Linked DNA regions of Sus scrofa: region 1 is linked to region 2. The links are chromatin contacts, called in public promoter capture Hi-C maps. All regions are on one chromosome and are shown on one strand. The core of a region is the stretch at or near the end of the contact, and the rest is flanking DNA. Distances in the headings are between cores, read along the strand shown. Region 1 holds the start of DSG2 (desmoglein-2). Region 2 holds the start of DSC2 (desmocollin-2).

Region 1 (6,724 bases), core at 3,917-6,416, 380 kb after region 2:
TCTAGATCAGAAAGGCCACAAAGCTTTCCCAATCTGCTTTTTTTGGGTCTTGGGGGTTTTTTGGTTTTTGTTTTTTTCTTTTTGGGGCTGCACCTGAGGCATATGGAAGTTCCCAGGCTTGGGGTCACATGGGCGCTACAGCTGCTGGCCCTCCCCTGCAGCCACAGCAATACCAGATGCAAGCCACATCTGCGTGTGACCTACGCCACGGCTTGTGGCAACACCAGATCTTTAACCCACAGAGCAAGGACAGGGATCAAACCTGCATCTTCATGGATACTATGTCAGGTTCTTAACCTGCTGACCCACAATGGGAACTCTCCCACCCTGTCATTGAGGCCTCCCCCTGCCCCAAAGTCAGCCAATGCTCCTTTCTCACTGCCTAAAACGGGCATGGCTCTTGGTCCTTCCACCCAGACAGACCATGAAAAATTCATCACCCTGACATATAACATCTGTAAATGTTACTTCTGCCTGGGCTTCTGTGGAAAAGGAGACGAGACCTTCTCCAGGATTAAGGGGAAGGATGGTCCGCTCCCATTTCTCCACCCCCAGTACAATACATTCCTCTCAACCTGCCCCTGAACTTCTCCAGCCCTGCCCTGTCCACACTCAACTTCTGCCACACTCATCTCCAGGCACAGTATATCCCAGATACGTACACCTCTTAACTATCAGCCAGGTCACTCTGAAACTCTGACTCACACCCACCATCTGCTACTCCTCTCCCACTCTTGGTGCAGTATTGTTGGACAAAACACACAAAACACACACCAACACACATGCATGTATGTGTGAATGCATATTGTTTGTGCATCACAGACACACGCACACACATGCACACAAACCCAGATCAACATTTTCTGACCAGATGCACTATTAATTCATCCACAGTAGATATTTCAAACATTTTCCCCCATTATACACCTTTTCCACTTGTAATCAGTTCCTTCTTTGTGGGCTTGGTTCAGCAAATCTTTACTGATCATTTATTACGTACTGGATACAATGAGTTGGGCCCACTCTGAATATGAACGGCCTCTGCTCTTAAAAAAAGAGCAGTCTTAAGAAAGAAAAATAATTGAAGTAGCAGACATAGATAAACAAACCATAAACCACAGTGTGATTGCTGCTGTACAGGCTGTAGGATCATTTTGAACAGAGCCACAGACAATGAAAGAAAAGTTAAGTATAGTAATTGGATATGAAAAGAATGGAATAATTGATGTTAGGTGGTCAGATTGACAAGGCACATGAAGAAGTACTGAGCTTGAGCTGGAGAAGTGTAAGGGATAGGGCAATCTTTTTGTCACTATGCTCAGTTTGAGATCCCTACAAAATTATTGGTAGTTGGAGGTCCCTATGAAATAGCCAAATGGTTATGTGCCATGTTTGAAGCTCAGGAGAGAAGGCAGTAATGGATTTGTACAACAGGAGTGGTTACAGAATCATGCTGGGTACCGAGTAAGAAGAAAAGATGGAAAAGAAAGAACTCAAAGGCATAAGCATTTTGGCCATGCCCACAGCATGAGGAACTCCCTGGGCCAGGGATCAAACCTGCACCACAGCAGTAACCTGAGCCATAGCAGTGACAACACCAGATCCTTAACCACTAGGCCACCAGGGGACTCCCAGGCATGAGCATTTAACAAGTAGGCAAAGAATAAGAAATATATTGAGAACGAACAGCCAACAAGAAAGAAAATAAGGTAACTTTTTCTGCCTATTAAATCTACCTGCAATTATGTTCTCATTTCAAACTACCTGCTAGACTCTTCTCATTGGGTATAGCCCTAATATCTCAAATTCAATTTTCACACACACACACACACACACACACACACGCACGCGCGCGCACACACACACACACACACACAAGCTTTTACTTCTGACTCCCCTGTGTGTGTCAATGTGATGAAAAAAAAATTTTTCATGGATAAATCTGAAACCTCTGACTCTTCACCAACAGTGTTTATGCCCTGATTTACTCTGATTTACTCTAGCATAAACAATGTCTCCTTCACAATTATTCATCCTTTAAAGTATCAGCTCACAACACCACTCTATCCCAACCCCTCCAAAAAAGCTGCCTCTACTCTCATGGTCAGAAGAATGAATTAGATATTCTCTTCCCTATGTTTGTTTTATATTCTGCACATAGTTCTACCACAGCATTTGTAGTAGTTGATAAGTTAGTTATAGTTCTATTATTTCATAAGCATCAATTTTTGTTTCTTGGACTACTTATCTTTGCATCGCCAATAAAATGCAAATTAAATGTTTGTTAAACAGAGACAAACTAATGTTGAAAATATGAGAAAAAAATGAGAGGAACTAAACCAGAAAAAAAACTCCTCCTTTTATGGTCCTTCTCACTTTACCTAGATATATTTCATAATTTTTCCTGTATCTACATACCCTTTATTTTTTAACTGAAGAATAGGTGATATTCAATACTATATAAATTACAGGTGTACCACATACTGATTCACTATTTTTAAAGGTTATGCTCCACTTACAGTTACTATAAAATATTGGCTATATTCCCTATTTCAAATACCCTTTATTAACCAATATTTTATGTCTCTTGGGCACTGTAACCATTTTTTATAACAGTCACACATTTCTGTGCTTTGCTTCTAAGCACAGTAATGTTAATTCTAACATATACAATCATTGGGACATTCAATGGAGTTGAATGGTTTTAGCTGTCTATTAAAACGATTAGCCATTTATACTATGTTGATTTATAAACTGATTTTTAATCCTGGAGTGGGTAGGGAGTAAGACGGCAGTAACAGTAGAAAAGGGCACTTTAATCTTTGTTGGTCCTTATGAAACTTTTTTGGTTAAATAAAATTTTTGTTTTAGATAATATTACGAGATGAGTCTAATAAGTTAATCACTTGAAGCTTATTCTCACCTGTGTGTACGTGTGAAGCTAAGCATACTGGGAAACATAACTCAGATATTTTGAATATAACTAGATGTTAAGCTAATTATTTGCACAAAGTATATTTTAAACTGCTGCATTATAAATACATGTTGTAAGAAAAGCATATTTACCATAATGTTCAACTAATTTGGGGGGGAAAACCTGTAAGTTAAATCTTTCACATCTTATAAACACTTTGTTTTATTTTAAAGCAATCAGCACTTCATTGGTAATGGCATTTGTTCTGAGCAAAGAGATTTATGAAATAGACTGACTCTCATGTCAGGTGCTAGAGAATCAGCTATGTATGAACGGACTTCCAAGAGATCCCTTCAAGTCACTGAGTCAGAAGTTTCAGAATTTTCAACAAGGAAATAATTCAAGAATGACATACCATCTCATTGGATTGTCATCTTGCCAATGACACCATCTCTTAAAAGCCTTGCAATAGTATTATAGAGGAAGACTACCCTGAAACTGCCTTTGACAGCCTCCAGGGGCGAGTAAATTATCCAACAAATAAAATTTGCCTTGGCTATTTCTCATTCTGAAAGCTACCAATTATCTTCATTACTAAACAGAGATCATCCTCTGGATAATAAGGCCTAAATACTTGCATATAGGACTCAGTTACAAGAGCACTGTTAGAGGACTTACATATAGTTTCCAGGGATGATTTGTGAGTGTTTTGGTAAAGCCTGCCTTGTTTAATTAGAAGTTTTCTCAGCAGTGATCGGGAATGAGAATTATCACCAAGGTGTGATTCACCCACTTCTAGCTCATGAGAAAGGACTGGAAACTAGAAGACATTCTTTCCTCCTGATTCAACGAGGCAACCAATGTTTATTAAGAGTCTAACATGGTACTCAGCACTGTTCCAGGCACTGGAAACAGAGGGGGAAACTAAGCACACTCCTTCTAGATACTTAGTGCTCAATTTAGCCACAGACACTTAAATAACACTATTAATTTATCAGTTAATCCCTAAACAAATAGAGGAAAAGGGGATTCTCAACTCAAAGAGGCAGTGGTCCTTGGCAGCTGAAGAAGAAAGGGACTAAGAAGGAGACGGCCATTGTACTGGATATGAAGAAGTGGAACGATGCAAACTGTGGAAAGAAGGATAGAGATACTTTGGGCGGGGGCACAGAGCACTTTTAACCACAAAGGAAACTGATATTTTGATCAACCTTGATGCCAGACTTGTCTTTCTAGTAGCAAATCAATCCTCTATACTTTTGTATACTTCCAATATACTTAAAATATCAATAATTAGCCTTTCTTACAAATATTCTAATCTGGTGCTGATTCTAGTGTTTCTGTTTTTCAAGAATTCAATTTAGTATTTACTCTCGCAATAATAATTATAACACAATCATTTGCTGAACCCGTATGTGCTAGACGCCACAGAACGTTTCACATAGATTTTCTGATTTAATTGGCACAACAGCCCTATTTGTTGGGGGCTATTAATCCCATTTGACAGATGTGGAAACAGGCACAGAGAAGAAACAGAGAGGTTATCCAGGTTACACAACTAAGTATCAGAGAAAGGATTCTGATCTCGAGTGACGCTTTGTGTCAGAGATTTCGTAAATCATATCGATTTGTGTATTTTCCCCTTTACACCTTTAGAGTTTTCTCCTAGTAGAGGCTAGTCAAAAGGGGATCAAAGAACTGTCCCTTTGGATCATGTGTGCCTCTTCTAACTACTTTCTCCCTGAGCCAGACAAAGGGCAAACCTGTTAAACGCAAAGGACAGGGCCGTAGGAAAGAGGTGAGAAACCTTCGTGGAGACAACCACCTGAAATAGTGCTCCAGAACTTTTGCACCAGGCACCGCGGCCGCCCCGAGGCCGGTCCGCTGTCGTCTCCGCGCCACCCGGGCCTCGCGCACAGCCACCAAGCGCTGGACCTTCGGGCGGCCTCCTGGCTCATCGCGCCGCTGCAGGTCTCAGCTGCCGAGAGCAAGGCCTGGCTCCACCGAAGAGGGGTCGAGGAGGGAAGGGCGGCGGGGCGCGGCCTGCCACTCAAAGTCCCCAACCCCGGGACGTTACGGCTCCAGGTGCGTGTGCGGCAGGGGGTGGGAGTCCACCGTGAGCCTCCCTCCTAGGCGCGGTCCCCACCCTCGGCACAGGCAGTTCGGCCGCGCTCCGGGCTCCATTTTCTCGCGGCGGCCACACCTGGAACCGCGCCTTTGGGCTGGGCGCGCGGCCGCCGCGGGGGAGGGGACCCTCGGGGCGGGGGCGCCGGGGAGGAGCGGGTGCGCGCTCACGGGGACGCAGGCAGCCAGCAGTGCGAGCGGCCCTAGGCGGGAGGCGATGGCGCGGGGCGCGGAGGGCGCGCTGCTGCTTCTCCTGGTAAGTGCAGGAGTCGGGGCGCGGCGCCCGGAACGAGCCAGGACTTCGCCGGCGCCCGGCTCGCGCCCAAACCTGCCCCCTTCCGCCAGGGAGCCTGCCCGATGCTTCCTCTTTGTGCCCGGAGGTGGGAAAGGGCCGGGCAGGCGGTGGTGAGCGCGGACCCTGGAGCTTCGCTGGGGCCGAACGGGATGGTGGGAACCTGGCGAAGTTCCTTTTTTCTTGCATCCACGCACCAGCCCTAGTGTCTTGTGGTGTCTGCGATCTGTGGGTGTAGTGAGCCTTGGAGTGGGGACACCGGTCCCGGAGATCGGGGCTTTGTCTGGAGTCCCCGACGGCAACATGGAGGCAGCGGCCGCGCCTCCTTCCTTGCTTGTGTCTGCAGGGTCCCCCGGCTCCAGCCACCCGTGCGCGTCAGTGACCAGGGCGGGGTAGGGGTGGGTGTTGGGGGGAGAGGGGGCCGGGGAAATACCTGTATTCCTAGACTGCGGCAAAGGGCCCCAGTCGTTCTTTAAATGTGTTTTACACAGTTTAGAGATTTTTCCCTTAAAGCCACGTTACTCTTAAACTCACCCACATATAATTTGAACTTAAAGTTCACAAAGTTGGTGTTTTAAAACAATCTCCTAGTGTTAAAGGTAATGAACAAATGTAAAAGTTCTATGATTTTTTATTTTATTTTAAAAACTTAACAGAAAATCGAAGTGCAGAGCCACTGTCAAATGGGGTTTGCAGAAGTTATTAAATTGGAAAACAGTGTTCAGTCTCTAGTGCTACCTTTCTTATGTTTGGTTTTTAGACTTTTATTGGGTTTTAAATATTTGTTTTCCGTTTGTTAAAGTAACTGCACGTAATTGAGAAATGTACCTGGCCTGTAGGTGTTTGCCAAATGGGTTTTGATACAGTGACAGTTATCCTACTAATATAGGTGTGCTTTCACCTTCTAGGGACTTAGCAGATGTATGTTCATAGAGATTAGGTACAAGATCGTATTGTTTTCTTATGTAATGGTGAAAAGTATACAAGTACACTTTGTATTAAAAATTCTAACTTCCAAGAGATTGCCTTTTCTCTATCCCAGAATTGCAACAGAGGAGGGAAAAAATTTTTCCCGGAACTTTTGTGTTTATCACATAGAAAGAAGAAACATGACTAATGCAGTCTAGGAATTTCGGTGAACTCTCTTTTGCATGCTATTTAGGACCGTTGGGCGCCGGTTATTTTCATGCTCTTTTTATCTTTTCATTTTGCCCAAGTCATTGAGGTAATTTTCAATTCAAGTTTGTTTTGTTATTAAAACTTTTCAAAGAAAATTTGGGGTTTCCTTTTTGGCCTCCAGAATAACAGAGCAACTAGATCCCTCACCATGGTACTTCCTGGCTAAGGAGATAACCAAACTAACGTAGCAACTGGCTCAGTTTGAGGGTTAATTA
Region 2 (7,562 bases), core at 4,346-6,845:
GGAGCAATTTTCATTCCCAATAATGGCATCTAAGGCTATTCAGTCAAATCCTCAGGGTCAAAACTAAAGATGATGGATACACGTTTTTACTCATTTATTTATTTATTGCTTTTTAGGGCCACACCCATGGCACATGGAAGTTCCCAGGCTAGAGATCAAACTGGAGCTGCAGCTGCCGGCCTATGCCACGGCCACAGCAGCGTAGGATCCAAGCTGCATCTTCCAAGGCAGTGCTGGATCCCTGACCCACTGAGTGAGGCCAGAGATCGAACCCTCATCCTCATGGATACTAGTCGGATTCGTTCTACTGTGCCACAACAGGAACTCCAGATACAGGTTTTTAAACCATCCTAAAACATCTATCAAGGAATTGCTAGGCGAAAATTGAGGATAAATTTGGACCACAGTGGTAACCAGAAACAACTTCTGATCTGAAAAGATTCAACTCTGGTTTTTTGGCCACAAGAGAGGAGAGTGAAATCAAAGCTCAGACCTGCCTAAGATCTAGGATAAGCCCTGCCCACAATAATTGGGATGCCCAAAAGCAAAGCGTTCATTGCAGGGGTGAGCTGGAAGGAAAGTGGCCCTCACATGGACCTGTAATCCACATTTATATCATTGCTTAGTTAGCAAACTCAAGCCATTCATTAGTTTAAAGAGGCCCTGACATGTGACCACCACCATAGATGCTGCAAATCACTTGACCAAATTCAATAACCATCCTTAAATTTTTAAAAAATCCACCCAAATAGGAATTGATATGTACTTCAACATGATTTTTATTTTATACTATAATCCCATCAGCAATGGGAAAGCACTAGCAGTAGCCTCATTAAACCCAGAAACAAAATAGGCTTTTGAAGGGTCATCATTTATAGATAACATTAAAGTATATTCAGCAAGAGGATGGTATTAGATGGCGTATGAATTGAAAAGGAAGAGGTAAAAAAATTCTATTTGCATTTGATATGACTTTTACCTGGAAAACCCAAGTAAACCAACCAATAAATTACTATTAAACAGTAAGAGAAATTCAGTGAGGGGGCAGGAATAATTATTAAAATACAGAAATCATTCATACACACAAATAAAACCAATTAAATAATATAATGAAAAAGAAAAAAATCATTTTCAAAGTGACGAAAAAATTAGAATACCAAGAAGTAAACTTAACAAGAAACACATAAAGCGTATTTGAGGAAAATCGGAAAACATTTCTGCAAGACACATAAGCAGACTTGCACAAAAAGAAAAATTATTTTGGAGAGAAAAAAAATCAACAATATAAATATGCCGACTTACACTAATTTAAGTTATAAAGTATATAATCCCAACAAAAATACCAACAGTATTTTTTCTGGTACTAGCCAAGATGATTTAAAAGGTCATAAGGAAAAATAAATAATTAAAAATAGAAAAACAAAAGCAATAAAATATTAGCTTTAGCAGATATTGAAAAGCCTTACGAACCCTCAAAAATTAAAACAGTGCGGTATTTGGTATATGAATAGATGAAAAGAGAGTAGATGCATAGACATTGGAAAGGAAGAAGTGAAAGTTTTTATTTGCTTTTGTTACAACTGTATAGAGACCATGAAAGCTGTAACTTTTTTTTAACTGTATAGAGACCATGAAAGCTGTAAGTTTTTTTTACACGTACCAACAATCTATGAGTTTCTATTTCTCCACCTTCTTACCTGCACAACCTGTTTCCGAACTTTTGGATGTTTGCCAAATGAGAAGTGACATTTCGGTGTAATTTTAAATTCATTTTTCCTTATTATGAGAGAGGGAAATATTTTATGGGACATTTTTATCACTTATGGGAATTTTTCATGTCCATGTTCATGCTGGATTTCTTGACTTATAAGAGCTCTTTATATATTGGTAGATTAGCCTTTTAAAATATGATCTGCATGGAGTTCCCATTATGGCTCAGCTGTAACGAACCCAACTAGTATCCATGAGGATGTAGGTTCGATTCAGGCTTTGCTCAGTGGTTAAGGATCCAGCGTTGCCGTGAGCTGTAGGGTGGGTCTCAGACACAGACTGTAGATTGGATTCTGTGTTGCTGCTGTGGCTGTGGCGCAGGCCGGCAGCTGTAACTCCGATCCGACCCCTAGCCTGGGAACTTCCATATGCTATCAGTGTGGCCCTAAAAAATAAAAAAATACGATCTGCAAACTTTTTTCCAGTTTATGATTGGAAACCTTTGACTTTGCTTATGATGTTTTGATTTGGTTTGGTTTTTGGCCATGGACGTGTGTGTGTGTGTGGGGGGTGTGTGTGTGTATGTGTGTGGTGTTTCATTGTATTTTCCTCCATCTTAATGAATGGCTTTTGAAGGCTGACCCATAAGTAAGCCTTTTGACTCCAAATTTAAATAGGAATTTACCATATTTTCCTCTATTACTTGTATGATATCCTGTTATATTTAAATCTTTCATCTGCTTGGAATTTTCTGTGATGTCACATGGGGTATGGATTCAACTTTATCTTTTGCCAAATGACTGCCTAAATCAATAGGTCTCATGCTATATGCACACTGTAATGTCATATGTATATCCTTAATGATGTTATATGCCATGTACTATAAAAACAACTTTCTGTCTAGTCGTACACAATCTTTATGGAGGGGAAAGGGAGTTGGTAATACCTTCCAAAATTATAGAGTCATTTAAACTTTTATCTGGCCATCCAATTTCTGGTAATCTGTTCTATTACCATGCACACTTGCCCCATACATGAAATGACATATATTAAGAGTTTATTCACTGTGACATTATTTGCAATAGCAAAAAGTAACAGCAGAGGTGATGGACAGATGTTCATGAGATATTTCTGACTGTAGATTTAATGGGACTTAAGGATGGATTAGGGGTGGGGAGCAGTAAGGAAGTAAAGAACAAACAGCTTCCAGACTTCCTCCTTGAGCTTAATGAAATATAGGACCCTACAAGAAATCGAATATTGTTTGGGAAGATAATAAAAACTGTGTCACACATTACAGTAGGTAGAGAGAAATAAAGGCCTATCTATCATTTAATGAAGACACCTGAACTAGCAAAATAAATTTAGTATTTGTAGGGACCTGGATATTTCAGGACAGGTCCTAGAGCAAGGAGCCTGATTCAGAGTGGTCAGGAAGGTCAAAAGCAAAGGAGAGTGAATTTCAACAAAGGTTCCCACCACAAGATGGAATTGTATAAGTAATGGCCTGGATTTAGCAAAGGAGATCCCTGATGATCACAGAAAGAGAGACGCTTCATTAGGTGTTTAGGCAGAAGGCGGAGTTCAAGTCAAGTGGTTACTATAGCTTGGGAGATGAGGCAACATGAGGAAGTGGAGAGAAGCTGATTCATGGAGTAGTGAAAATTAGTTGGGTGCACAGGGAGGAGGAAATGTGAAGGCTGCCCCCCCCACACCAGTCATTCTTAGTAATGGTTCTACTCTTCCTCATCTATCACACATGAGGCTCACAACCACCACCACCATCTGAGGCTAGCAGGGCTTTGAACAGATCCACACAAGAGCATCAGAACAGCTTGAGATACACACAACATTAAGAATATGCAGAGCACTGCTATTTATTGTCTGGTCAGATTACTGCTCATACCTAAAGGTGCCTTTTCATTTAAGAGCAATGGCCAATGACTTAAGATGAAGTGTCAGTTTTATTAGGAATCTAACCCAAATCCATTCCTTTGTTAACTAGAACGTATTGGTGGCCGTTATTTATTCCATTCTCGATTTCCTCAACTGTGAACTGTAAACTGCTGTGCACCTGACTCTTTCCATGTTATGAACATGACCCTGGAATTTAGTTAAGGGTTTGAAGTCCATGGAGTTCCTTGGGAAAGGCATTCTAATAATAACTACAATTTTCATTGCTTTAAAGTTTCAGGAATTCGTTGTAAAAGTGAAGCAGCGGTGGAGTAAGGGAAATTATACGAATGTTTCACGCCGCCAGTTCGGCCACTCCCAGGAAGAATCCTCCCACTGTCTGTTCTCCAGGTTCGTCCCCTCGTCCTTCAGGAGGGACAGGAGCCCTAACCCTGCGGTTCAACGTGAAAGTACACTACCGACTTAGCCCTCTTGCACTCGGTCTATTTAACTTTTCTCCTTTCAGTGGACTCAGGAAGTCCCGTCTGGGGAACCTCTGTCCTGTGCCTTGCGGCCCGCCAGTGAGATCCCCGTCTTTTCTGCTAAGGAGGGGGGCTGTCTTTTCCAAATAAGGCCACTCTCTTTTCTTCTCCCAGCTTTAGGTAGGTGGGGTCGTTGCTACAGGATTCTCGAAAGTGAGAAAAAAAAACTAGAACCAGAGGGCGGGGAGGTGGGGTGGGAGAGAAGAATCCAGAGACCCCCGGGGCAAGAGATCCGGACGACCATTTCCCCAAAAATAAAAGGAGAAAGAAACCTCACAAGCTGACGAACAATAGGAAAGGTACAAAGGACCACCTAAGGCCCTCCTATCTGCTTTCTTCACCCGCCGAGGGTCGAGACTGCACCCTTCCCCCAATTCTTTACTCCCCCCCACCCCCACCCCCACTTTAAGATCAACCCCCAGAAAGGTGCCCAGTCCTCTCTTTCCTCTCTGTCCCTCAAGAATCTGCGCTTTCGGTCGCTCGCCTTGTCCGCAGCCAGAACCAGCACTGAGGGGGACAGACTGCCCGGCTCCTGGTGGTGCGCGAGACGTGGAGAAGCAGCGCGGGCGCGCGGCGTTCTCTAGCTCGTACCCAGCGGCCAAGGTTTTCGAAGGGCGTTTGCCGTCGCTGCCTCCTCTGCCTGCGCTGATTACATCTGCCGGAGACACCCTTCTCTCTTGCGGGATCGGGGCGCCCAGGTCGCCCTCCTCTTTCTGACTGCCCTCCCCCATCCCAGACAACTGCATTTTTCCAGCCAGCCCCAGGCCCCCGACCCCCTGCCTGGCCCGCCACCCCCACGGACCCCTGCTCCCAGACTTTCCCCTTCTCCCCCATCGCGGGACCGCGCGCCGTCCCGTGAGCCGGCTCACCGAGAGGGTCAGCAGGAGTTGTCGGCAGAGGGCTCCGCTCAGGCAGCCCGTGGATCGGGCTGGCGCCATCGGAGGACTCGGGGGCAGGTCGCCGGCCGGGGCACTTAGAGGCCGGGGTGGGAGGGCGCGGCGGAGTGAAGGGCCGCGACCGGGGCGCAGGCTGGGCCGGCCGCGCCTGAGTGCGAGGCAGAAAAGGCGGCGCGCGGAGGGAGCTGCTTTTCTTCTCGGTTTTTCTGAAGCTCCTGCCTCTCAGCCCAGGGGCTTTTCCTCTGACCGAGGGTGGGGTTACAGGCGCGTCCGAAAGACACCGATCGGCCCCTCCTTGGTATTTCCTTAAGTCTTCATTTCTGGAAGAACGGCAACAGGTGGGAACTCCCTCTGGCCGCCACCCTTTTACCTGCGCTTAGGTGTTTCTCACGGGCGGACGCCACCTATATGCCCCATCTCCCCCCCCCGCCCCGGTGTCCGCCTGGAGGATTAACAGCTGGCCCTGCCCAGCAGAAGCCCTGACTGTACAAAGACTCACTCCCCGAGCGCGCTGGGCCGCAGGAGGGGGCGCGGACCCGGGCGCGCTCCCGGCTGCGACTCCGCCCAGAGCGCTGGGGTCATTTTGAGAAGCGCAGAGGCCGCCGGGGAGCTGGAGAGGTAGCGTTTTGTGTCACAGCTGTTCAAGGGTTGACTCCAGCGAGATTGTTTTATACCTTTTTTGCTGGACTACTGCAGACATCCAAGTGCAGTTCAGACAGGGTTTTCATCTGTGCCACACCTTTTGGGAGTCTTATTTGGTTGTGGGTTTGATTTTGCCTTTTATTTTTTATTTTTATTTTAATTATGTTGTCTTTTTGCCTTTTCTGGGGCCGCTCCCGGGGCATATGGAGGTTCCCAGGCTAGGGGTCCAATCGGAGCTGTAGCCATCGGCCTACGCCAGAGCCACAGCAACGCGGGATCCGAGCCGCGTCTGCAACCTGCACCACAGCTTACAGGCAACGCCGGATCCTTAACCCACTGAGCAAGGGCAGGGATCGAACCCGCAACCTCATGGTTCCCAGTCGGATTCGCTAACCACTGCACCATGACCGGAACTCCTGATTTTGTCTTTAAAAAAAAAAAAAAAAAAAGAAAAAAATTTCATGGTCAGCATGGCAGTGATACAAGAACATTAGTTAATTAATTAATTAATCAGTTGATAAGGGAATCTAGGCATCAAGAGTGACTTACTCCAGAAAATACATCTTTCGAGTTCCTAGGCGTTGGCTAAATGTGACCTACTGATTTTCCTCAAGACTTTTGCTTGTCACAATGAAGCCAACCTGCTGACCTTATAACTTAACCTACTAAATTGGACTCAGACTAGCAGAGATTTCTCTCTTCCTTTCTCACCACCAAAACCAGAGCTTGAGGTAAGAAAAGGAAAAGAATAGGATGAAATGTATGGTTTGGTTTGAAGTATACTTAAACTAACTGAATTATAGCAGTGCTTAACCTGAAAGATTAAAATATAAAAGCAGTATGCTTTGCAGCTCTTCAGAAAGCAGTGACGGGGAATTCTGACTCATCCTCCTGCACCTCTTTTCAATTACTGGTTTAAATCGGGGAAGTCTGACCACAAAGGAGAAACTTGTCTGTTCCATCTCTTTTGGTTTGATTCCACAAGGATGTGTGGAGAAACCTGTTTGAAAAGCCATCCATGATGCTCACATTTCAGCTCTTGAAAACATGTACATCCTAATTCCGTTCTACCAAAATTTTTTCATCATTGACCAGGTACTTAAATTCCAAAGCATTGTCACACAGTGCCTACTTTACATTCTATGTTTTAGTCCCTTGCTCTATTTTATTATTACATGACACATAATGAGTTGTTCCGTTGTCTCCATACTTATAAAATTCATCATCGAACCTTTGCTTGTGAAATAAGCCTGGGTCATCAGCATGAGACTGTGGTTGACATCCTTCTGTTTCCATATTTTTTAACCCTCTTGTTTTTCCAGCAGTGATGTCATGAACACACCTCATCCTATTAATGATGAGATGATCCCGTGATCTCTAGCATGCAGCTTTCCAGGGGAAGAGAAGCAAGCTAGTTTCAGGTTTGAGAAATCTATTCATGCGCCATCACCATCCTTGACAATAGGACGTTTCTAAACTCTTGCTTACCTTAGCCTTTAATGCCTAAGGATGGCTCATGCTTTTCCACAATCCAGAAAAGGGGAGAAGAGCAATTTGAAAAGAATTCTCCTTAGGTATTTAGTTTCATCTTTCATGCTAGGTAACTGATGGAGACTTTTAAATGGTGATTTGTTTCATCGTGATTTTTTCTTTTTCTTTTTTTCTTTCTTCATATATATTTTCTACTGTACAGCATGGTGACCCAGTTACACATACTTGTATACATTCTTTTTTCTCACATTACGTGTTCCATCATAATTGACTAGACAGAGTTCCCAGTGCTACACTGCAGGATCCCATTGCTAATCCATCCCAAAGGCAACATTTTGCATCTATTTACCCCGAGTTCTCAGTCCATCCCACTCCCTCCTCTTCCCCC

Evidence for each region. Promoter capture Hi-C pulls out the DNA fragments that hold promoters and counts their contacts.
Region 1: a contact with region 2 is called in a promoter capture Hi-C map of liver, with 6 times the contacts expected there. The contact joins the promoter of DSG2 here to the promoter of DSC2 in region 2. A contact is called at or near these places in 1 of 5 promoter capture datasets (liver) and 7 of 47 Hi-C or Micro-C datasets (embryonic fibroblasts, fetal heart ventricle, heart right ventricle and 2 more).

Annotation. Positions count from the first base shown.
Region 1 is chr6:115,395,057-115,401,780 of Sscrofa11.1, forward strand. DSG2 (desmoglein-2) reads left to right here and starts at 5,167. Exons shown (of 15, transcript XM_003356392.4): 1 at 5,167-5,294. The coding sequence starts at 5,256. It overlaps LOC110261189 (a long non-coding RNA gene), which reads right to left and starts at 4,846. Exons shown (of 2, transcript XR_002345076.1): 1 at 4,740-4,846.
Region 2 is chr6:115,015,737-115,023,298 of Sscrofa11.1, forward strand. DSC2 (desmocollin-2) reads right to left here and starts at 5,596. Exons shown (of 17, transcript XM_021096210.1): 1 at 5,015-5,596. The coding sequence starts at 5,083.